2 separate regions of the Mus musculus genome follow, and region 2 is linked to region 1. Evidence: chromatin contacts called from public HiCAR-type data. All regions are on one chromosome and are shown on one strand. Each heading gives the region's core, a stretch centred on a gene start, on an enhancer-like site or on the middle of the called end of the contact. The rest is flanking DNA. Distances are from core to core; before and after follow the strand shown.

Evidence for each region. HiCAR-type assays count read pairs that join an accessible place to other places.
Region 2: a HiCAR-type map of astrocytes shows a contact between it and region 1, with 2.7 times the contacts expected there. The contact joins the enhancer-like site here to the promoter of Fabp3 in region 1. A contact is called at or near these places in 4 of 39 promoter capture datasets (embryonic stem cells, hippocampal neurons and neural stem cells), 3 of 15 datasets of contacts at CTCF or cohesin (the G1E-ER4 cell line, the NIH/3T3 cell line and large pre-B cells), 6 of 484 Hi-C or Micro-C datasets (bone marrow-derived macrophages, cranial neural crest, cumulus cells and 1 more), 22 of 115 datasets of contacts at active chromatin or transcription factors (astrocytes, bone marrow-derived macrophages, craniofacial prominence and 12 more) and 5 of 9 other capture datasets (adipose tissue, embryonic stem cells, liver and 2 more).

The regions. Positions count from the first base shown.
Region 1 is chr4:130,306,569-130,310,600 of GRCm38.p6, reverse strand. It overlaps Fabp3 (fatty acid binding protein 3, muscle and heart), which reads right to left and starts at 1,863. Exons shown (of 4, transcript NM_010174.2): 1 at 1,751-1,863. The coding sequence starts at 1,823. It overlaps Gm10570 (a long non-coding RNA gene), which reads left to right and starts at 2,896. Exons shown (of 4, transcript XR_868203.3): 1 at 2,896-2,978; 2 at 3,117-3,281.
Region 2 is chr4:130,550,697-130,554,728 of GRCm38.p6, reverse strand. The region is part of intron 1 of Nkain1 (Na+/K+ transporting ATPase interacting 1); the gene reads left to right. Among named protein-coding and RNA genes, the nearest start is that of Nkain1, 21 kb to the left of the region's middle. Within about 2 kb of position 2,263, at least 55 of the 459 cell types and tissues checked have an H3K27ac peak or open chromatin away from gene starts, as enhancers often do. A contact at or near this core is called in astrocytes, craniofacial prominence, hippocampal neurons and 2 more, where this site is marked.

The sequences.
Region 1 (4,032 bases), core at 614-3,113:
CCCCAGTGCGGGAGAGGCAGAGACAACAGGACCTGGTCTCCTTAGGGAGTTCCAGGAGAGCCAGGGATACACAGTAAAACCCTGTCTTAAAAGACAAGACCAGCTGCCTTCCTGGAGAGCCTCAGGGTAGGGTAGGTGCCGGTGGGAGCCCTGTCTGGAGATGTGGTTCAGCAGTCGCAGTGCTTGCTTAGCACGGGCAAAGGGCCTTGGGTTCCATTCCCCAAACCAAAAGGACAAATTGCTTTGTGGGCCTGTTTCAGAGAAGAGCTGGAAGTAGGTGAGAGGCAACTACACACATCCCTCAACATGTCCGATTCCAGCCCTCCTTCCCGGGGAAGACGGAGTGGAAGCTAGCTCAGGCATGACACAGTCCTGTTTTCCCTGCCCCAGCCTCCTAGACCAGGATGATATAGCCAGGGACTCCGCAGGTAGAGGTCTTTATCTAAGCTCAAGGCAAGAAAGGAAGGGCTGGGGCCGTCTTGGATAAGTGGTTCATGTGACATTCCCCACTGTTGAAATGGGAAGAACTCTAGGTAGTTCTGGGTTCTCAACTATTTGGAAGGCCGAGATGGCAGGTTACAAGATCAAAGCCAACCTGGGGAAGTTAGTGAGAACCTGTTACACAGAGTAAAAAGAGGGTGTGTGTGTGTGTGTGTGTGAGTGGGGAGTATAACTCAGCAGTAGGGGGCATGCACAAGGCTCTAGTTCAGTCTTCAAAAAGAAATCCTGGGCTTTCCTATGAGGCGATGAGCTCATGTGTCCCAAGCTGTCTTCCTATTAAGTAAATCATGGGACTCTTCCTTTCTTTTTTTTTTCAAGACATGGTTTCTCTGTGTAGTCCTGGCTGTCCTGGAATTCTCTCTGTATAGACCAGGCCTAGAACTCGGGAGATTCACCTGCCTCTGCTTCCCAGAGTGCTGGTTAAAGGCGTTGTGTCACCGCCCACACCACACAATTTCCCCAGCCCCAAGCCACACTCTCCCTTCATAGCTCTTCACCTTTCTTCTGACACCCTCTGCTCGATCCCAGGCTTTCTTCACCCTATCCCCAGCACTGATCCGGTGGCCGACTGGTGCGGCCGGGAAGCCTATGTGTAGTGGTCGTCTTGCCCTGCTCTAGCAGCAGCGTCTCCGACTGATCCCAGGGGTGGCTGCACACACTGTAGGTGAAGGTCAGGCTGGTGAGAACCAGGGCATCTTCCAGAGAGAGGCCTCTTCACTACCCCAACATGGAGGGGTAGGGCTTGTTGCTGACTGCCTGGCTGTATCTTCACCTCTTCCCAGATGGAATTCACTGATTTTCTTTAGTCTTCCTCCAGGCTCTGTACACTCCTATCTGCTCTATTCCCTTTCGGAATTCAATTTCTGGACCACCATGCTCCTCTTTGCCTTCTCCTGCGGCCAGCCTCCCGCCCTTCTTTCCCTCCCCTTTCCACCTCCGGATCACCTACACTGCTTCCTAGAAAGCCTCCCATCCCGGACCTCTGCGGCCACAGCTGCCTCTACCCTTCCCCTCCAGCTACGAGGCTCGCCAAGCTTGGACCGCGACACCCCCCTCCCAGGAGGCCGGGGTGGGGTGGGGTGGAGTGGAGTGGCTTCAGCCCAGGCCACCCTCCGCACCTCAGTATTCCCTGTCTGGACTGGCTAGGAGCTTGCGGGAGGCACATGGGGGCACTCCCCCTGGGAGCTCAGCGCCAAGACCGCCTTGCCGGCCCTCCTGACCCTAGATCCTGCGCCGTTCGTTCGCTCACCGAGTGACTTCATGTAGTCATCAAAATTCTTGCTGTCCACTAGCTTCCAGGTACCGACAAAGGCGTCCGCCATGGTGCGATGAGTGAGGAGGCGAGCAGGCACTGAGAACCGCAGCTCCCGGCTGGACAGCCTCTTTAAATAGCCCTCGCATCACATGATGAAAGTGGCCCACACCCCTCGCTCCCGAAATAGGAAGCCGGGGCTTGCACTCCCGCAAAGGGCTGGGGCCCATCCCCCACAGCCCTCCCGTCGCCTACGTCAGCGGCGCCCGCGGTCCTGTTGGTGCCATCTAACCCATCCCTGGCCTGGCTGCGGGGCGCTTCCCGCAACCCAAGTAGAGCATCCCCCGGCCATACTGAAAGGAAACTCGCCCTTGAGCTGGTGCCACGCTGGAGAAACGCCGCTTGATCCTTCTGCCGCCTTGTTTTTTAATTCGCTGTGGTTTTATTCTTATATTGTGTATGCTCGTGTAGGCGTACTTATGGGGAAGGGGTGGGAGACTGGGGCGTTCGTTGTAACTCGCGGGAGTCCCTTCTCTGCTTCCACCGTGTGGGTCCCACGTATCAAACTGGGGTTGTCAAGGCTTGACAGCAAGGGCCTTTACCCAAAAACCCATCTCAACGGTCCTATGTCCTCTTCTTGTAGAAGAGGCTCAGAGGCTCGGAGAGGAATGACGCGGTCGCCGTAAGTAAAAAAGAATTGGAGCCTGGACAGAGAGCATGGTCTAGTGGCCTTTGAGCCCTCTTGCTCCTACCAGACAAGTGGAAAAGAGTTGCCTTGGACACCGCGGATGGCTGAGCTGCCCAGCGCCTCACCTGCTGGCGGAGAACGTGACCTTGCTTCCCTCATGCTAGCCCCACACGTGCTAGCCCCTCCCTGCGGAATGTCTCCCGCCTGCGCCTTTCTCCGCAGTCCCACCCGTCGCCGCTGCCTGAAAGCGCTTCAGGCTTTATTTACTGACCTCTGAGCTTGTGCCAGGGTCGTTCTTCACTCCGCGAAGACAATTTGTCTATTCAGAGGGTTCTTCCGGCCTCGGCCACCTTAACTCCCGGAAAGCCGCGACCCTCTGCTGAAGTCAGTTTTTTCCCCTGACTTCTGCCACTAGACTGCTTGTCACCTTAAAGTACGTTATTAAATAAGACCCGACTATTGATGGTTGTAGCCTACTTCAGGGCATGGTCACACTCAACTTTTTCGTTGGTAGGTGGTATCATCCCCTTTTTACAGGTGAGTAAGGGAACCTCAGTGGAGCCTATTCCTTAGTTCAGCAGTTTCTGTTTAATTATTACCAAGTCAGCATCTCAATGTGTAGCAGGGGTTGACCTTGAACTAAAGATTCTCCTGCCTCTGTCTCCTGGGTTACAGCTGTGTGCCGCTGCTCTGGCTTGAGCCAACAGTTAATACGGCACCTGCACCTGGAGGCAAGAGATTCCTGAGTTGGGGGCCAGTCTGAGCCAAGGCAAGATACTCTCTCAAAGTAAGCTCCTGGTTTGTGCGGGCCCTGCTTTGGAGAAGTCCACATGGATCAAGGTACAGGCTAAAGTACTCCCTCTGGGAGTGACTCTAGGAGGGACCTGTCCTGACTTGGGGATTCAGAGGAAGAGGGACATAAATGAATTTCTGAGCTCTCTACACGGGACGGAGTGGTAAGCACAGAACTTTGGCCTCTAGAAGGTTGTGCAGGGTAGTCATTCCGGAACGGTTACCAGAGCTCTGGAGCCTGACCAGTATACCTGCAGTGTGGTGAGGCCTCCTTCCTGGGCCTCTGTCCCCGTGGAAGTTCCTTTCTCCCACCCATGGGCTGTTCTGGGAAGGAGGCCAGTGAGGAAAAGTCCTCTCACCCCTGTCTTGATTCCTTTGGAGAGTCTAGTTGCCAAAAGGCTGAGAGGTCCAATTCTGCCAAAGCTACAGGGACGGGCCTCAGGGCTGGGCCTGGAGCCCTGGTGACCTCAGCGATAGAGCAGGTGCCAAGGGAGGGAGGGCATGGGATGGTTTCTGATTCAAGGTCACAGGCTTTAGGCAAGGAGCCTCTTCTCTCAAAGCCTGAGAGGCCTGAGACCCAGGGACCAGAGCAGTCTGCTTACATGGAGTGTGGAATGTAGTGCTGGAGATCTGGGGCTGGCGGACAGCTGCTGGCAAAAAGATCTGTGTTCTAGACCCGATCACAGCTATACTAGCCATGCCATGTGGTCTTGAGCAGTTCACTTAAGTCACTTGGAATCAGTTTCATCTTTGAAATGGGAGATATTTGGAAATCATTAGAGAAAATACATTAAAAACT
Region 2 (4,032 bases), core at 1,014-3,513, 240 kb before region 1:
GAAGGTAAGGACCTGGGGATTGAACTTGGATCACCAACCTTGGCAGCAAGCTCTGTTACCCACTGAACCGTTTCTCCTGATGGAACCCTGCAACCCAGGCTGACCCCTTGCTTCAGCCTCCTAAGTGCTGGGTTATAGATGTGAGTTACCATGTCCAGCTGGCATTTACCTAAGGCTTGGCAAACAGTGCCTAGAGTCATCTTGGCCTTAATACACCACCACCACCAGGCCCTCTGATGTGTGTCTGTGAAACCTGAAGTTATGACTGCTGGATATTTTTCCCAGGCACAGGGTCTTGGGATACAAGAAGGGTCGCTGACATCCTGACGACATCCCTGTAACACAGGCACAGAGAAGGGGCAAGACCCAACGCCTGCCTCATTTTCTCGTTATCCCAGGGGAGGATGAGGGCCCTTAAGGACTATCCTAGAAAGTTGATGCCATTTCTATTGGCGATTCAGTTAAGAACACAATTTCAGACAATACCCGGAACTATGGAAGCTGCTGGCTCCTCTCTCCTGGGCGACTGTGGGCAAGAGTCTGCTGTACAACCTTACTCTGTGGCCTTGGTGCTTCTGGGAGGGTTCATGGGGAAGGACAGGTGGTCTCACTGAAGAAGTCACAGGATCCTGGAGAGAGGGCTCCAACCCGCTGACACCTATGAACCCAGGAAGGGTGTCCTGCGTGGAGAGACGCTGGAGCAGCTGACAGGGCCGTGAGTGTGGGAAGAGCTGGGCACTCCAGCCACACACCCTGGTGGAAGTCCTCAGAGCCCTGTGATCTTAGGTGATGACTCTGTGTTTCAGTTTTCCAAAGTGCAAAGATCCCAGTCTGCCCCTCATGTCTGTGTCAGGTGGATCGAGGCTTTCTGGAACCAGGAGACACATGGCATAGGGTGTCAGCTGTTACTGCCTCTTCTTGGCACTTTGGAGCTATAGTACAATACCTCATGCAATGAGCCCTACTCAGTGTTAGCACACAGTAGGTTCCATGAAGCAGGCCTCCCTTACCTGTTCCCTTGGCCCCCTGTATAGCCAGCTACTCCCCCCCTCCCCCGCCCCCAAATAGATTCTGCCCCAGCACTCTGGCTCAGGGCCAGGAACGGATTGCAAGAGGTGACTGGGTTCTGTCCCCTTTGCCCCTTTTTTTTTTTTAAAGATTTATTTTATTAATATATGTAAGTACACTGTAGCTGTCTTCAGACACTCCAGAAGAGGGAGTCAGATCTTGTTGCGGATGGTTGTGAGCCACCATGTGGTTGCTGGGATTTGAACTCTGGACCTTTGGAAGAGCAGTCGGGTGCTCTTACTCACTGAGCCATCTCACCAACCCTCCCCTTTGCCCCTTTGACACTCCTCTTCAAGCTCCAGGCCTGCCCAGGGCAGATTGGAGGTATCTGGTTAGGAGCTTGGGCTCTGGCCACACCACCTGGCTTGCTGAAGATTGCCTTGCTTAGCCCAGAGATCTTAGGCTAGAGCCTGCCCTCCATTGAAGAGTGGGGTGACGACCCTTCATTTGTAGTCGTGCGGGCTAAATAAGATAGATGGGCTATGCAAGAGCTTGGCACCAAGCCAGATATTAGCAGTGCGTGCAGAACCTTAGCCGCTGTCATCATGCACAAGTTCAAAGCGGAAATCTGTCAAGCCCACTCAGTGGGCTATCCCCTTGGGATGCCCTGTGCAGCCCTCCCTTCTCCTGCAGTCTCATCTCACACTCCTGTCCTCAGACCCCAAATAACTTTTCACAGGGCCAGACTGGAATGAAGCACCCCACCCCCCTGTGGCAGGAAGATAACCAGCGAAAGTGGCTGTGGGTGTGAGAGACACTCCCTCCTTTTATTTATCATTGAGTCCTTAATGCTAATGACACTAACACCTATGCAGTAAACTTTCAGCCTGTGGAGGGTGATGGCTGTGCAAAAGAAAGGGGGCTAAGGGATTAGGTTCCCTCATCCCTTCAAGCCTCCATAGTCGTCATCCATTCCACAGGGCTAATACTAACCCAGAGCATTAACCTACAGTGGGCACCTTTCAGGGCTGTCCAGATGTTGGTGTCTGCTGGGATCCTAGCCGGGGATGGAACTGTTACTTTGGGATCCTGAGGTGGAGGGGCTTTTGTGCATCTCTGCCTGCTGGCTCCTGACACCCAGGGCTGTTGCTGGGCAGAATTCCCCACCTGGCTCTTAGGCAGAAGTGGTTGCCGTTGCCATAGCAGTGAGGCTGGTTTTCATCAGCATTTCCTTCCCGGGAGCCTCAAGGCAGGAGGGCCACTCAGTCAGCCAGGGATGGGGCGCTTTGTCTCCCTGCTCCGGTCATAGGAAGTGTGACATCAGCCAGGAGGGGTGACCCCACATCAGGTGACTTAATATTTCCAGGGTGGTGTTTAGCCCCACTCCCCAGACCCAGGCTGCTTCCATGCTCTGCCAGGTCGGTCCTCCAGACACAGTAGCCCTTCCTATTGTGTCTTCCATGCCTTTGGCTCTACTCAGATGGGTGTGTTCCAGCCCCCCCCCCCTCCACGGGACCTCTGCATTAATCCATTGCCACCCCCACTCAGGCAAGCCTTCCTGACCGTGCCCACTGTAGCTGTCTTCCTGGACCCTTCCTTCAGAGCACTAAACAGAGTAATTTTGCTTGCTCTGTGTGTGTGTGTGTGTGTGTGTGTGTGTGTGTGTGTGTGTGTGTGTGTGTATGTGTGATCTGTGGTGAGACAGGGTATTTCTTTTTGTAGCCCCTGACTACTCAATTTGTAGAGCAGGCTGGTCTCAAACTCACAGAGATCCACCTACTTCTACCTCCCGAGTGCTAGGATTGAGTGGTTGTGTCCTGCTGCTGCCGCTGCCGCTGCCACATACTCCATTACGTTTTTTAAAATGTTTTTTGAGACTAAGAATCATACAGCCCTGGCTGGCTTCAGACTGACTCTGTAGCTCAAGGGGGTCTTGAACTTTAGATTCTTCTGTCTCAGGTCCAGCAAGTTCTTCATTTTTATGATGTTCAACTCACCTACTTTTTTTTTTTTGGCTGATTGTGATTTTTGGCATCTTAACAAAAAGAGCTGTCATCTAATCCAAGGTCGTGTGTCTTTTGAAATAGAGTCTCACTGTATAATTCTGGCTGGCTCTGGAATTCACTCTGTACACCAGGCTGGCCTCAAACTCACAGAGCTCTGCCTGCCTCTGTCTCCCGAGTGCTGTGATTAAAGGTGTGTGCTACCATACCTTGCTAGGCCTATGTTTCTAAGAGCTTCACACTTAGCGCCTGTGTGTAGGTTGGTCCAACCTGAGTTGTCATATTGTGTCCTGGCTCTCCGCTGGGAGGGGGCAGGGCAAAGTCTGTCTGAAACAGGGGGTCCATGGTGGTCCCTGGTCTCGTCTCTGGAGAGGGGGATCTGAGGTCTATGTTTTCCCTGGGTGCCATGCAGAGAGGGGAGACAGAGAAGAATCTGGTCTGATTGGGAGCGGAGAACTGAGGGCAGGGGAGAAACTGGAGGAGAGAAGCCTTCCTCGGGAGTCTTAGGCTAGGCTCTTTAGAAGACCTTCCCCTCTGTGATCCTTAATGAAGCAGCTCTCTGAGACAATCCTATTTGGTGGCAGATGTAAACAAATACACTTTATTCGGGGTGAACCAGCGGTTATATGTAGGTTTATGGACCTACTCTGCGTGATCAGTTCTCTCCTTCACCTTGAACTCAGACTGTCAGGTTTTCCTAATCTGGTGGGAAGTGACTACCTGCGGAGCCATCTTGCCAGCCCCAGTTAATGGTCTTTTTAAAGACTAATGTCATTTAGGCTCCCTGACATTCCCATATGATTTTTAAGATCAGCTTATCTACTTCTTTTATATTTTGAGACAAGGTTTCCCTGTAGAGCTCTGGCTGGCCTGGAACTCACTTTGTGCTGCCTGTGCTCGCGGGGGTTGGAGATGAGGAGGTACAGAGTCAAGGGCACAGACTCCAGGAGCAGGTGAGAATGCCGGAGCCAGCTCATATGAACGCTGCCACAAGCTTGTTTAATAATCCACAGGGGCGCCC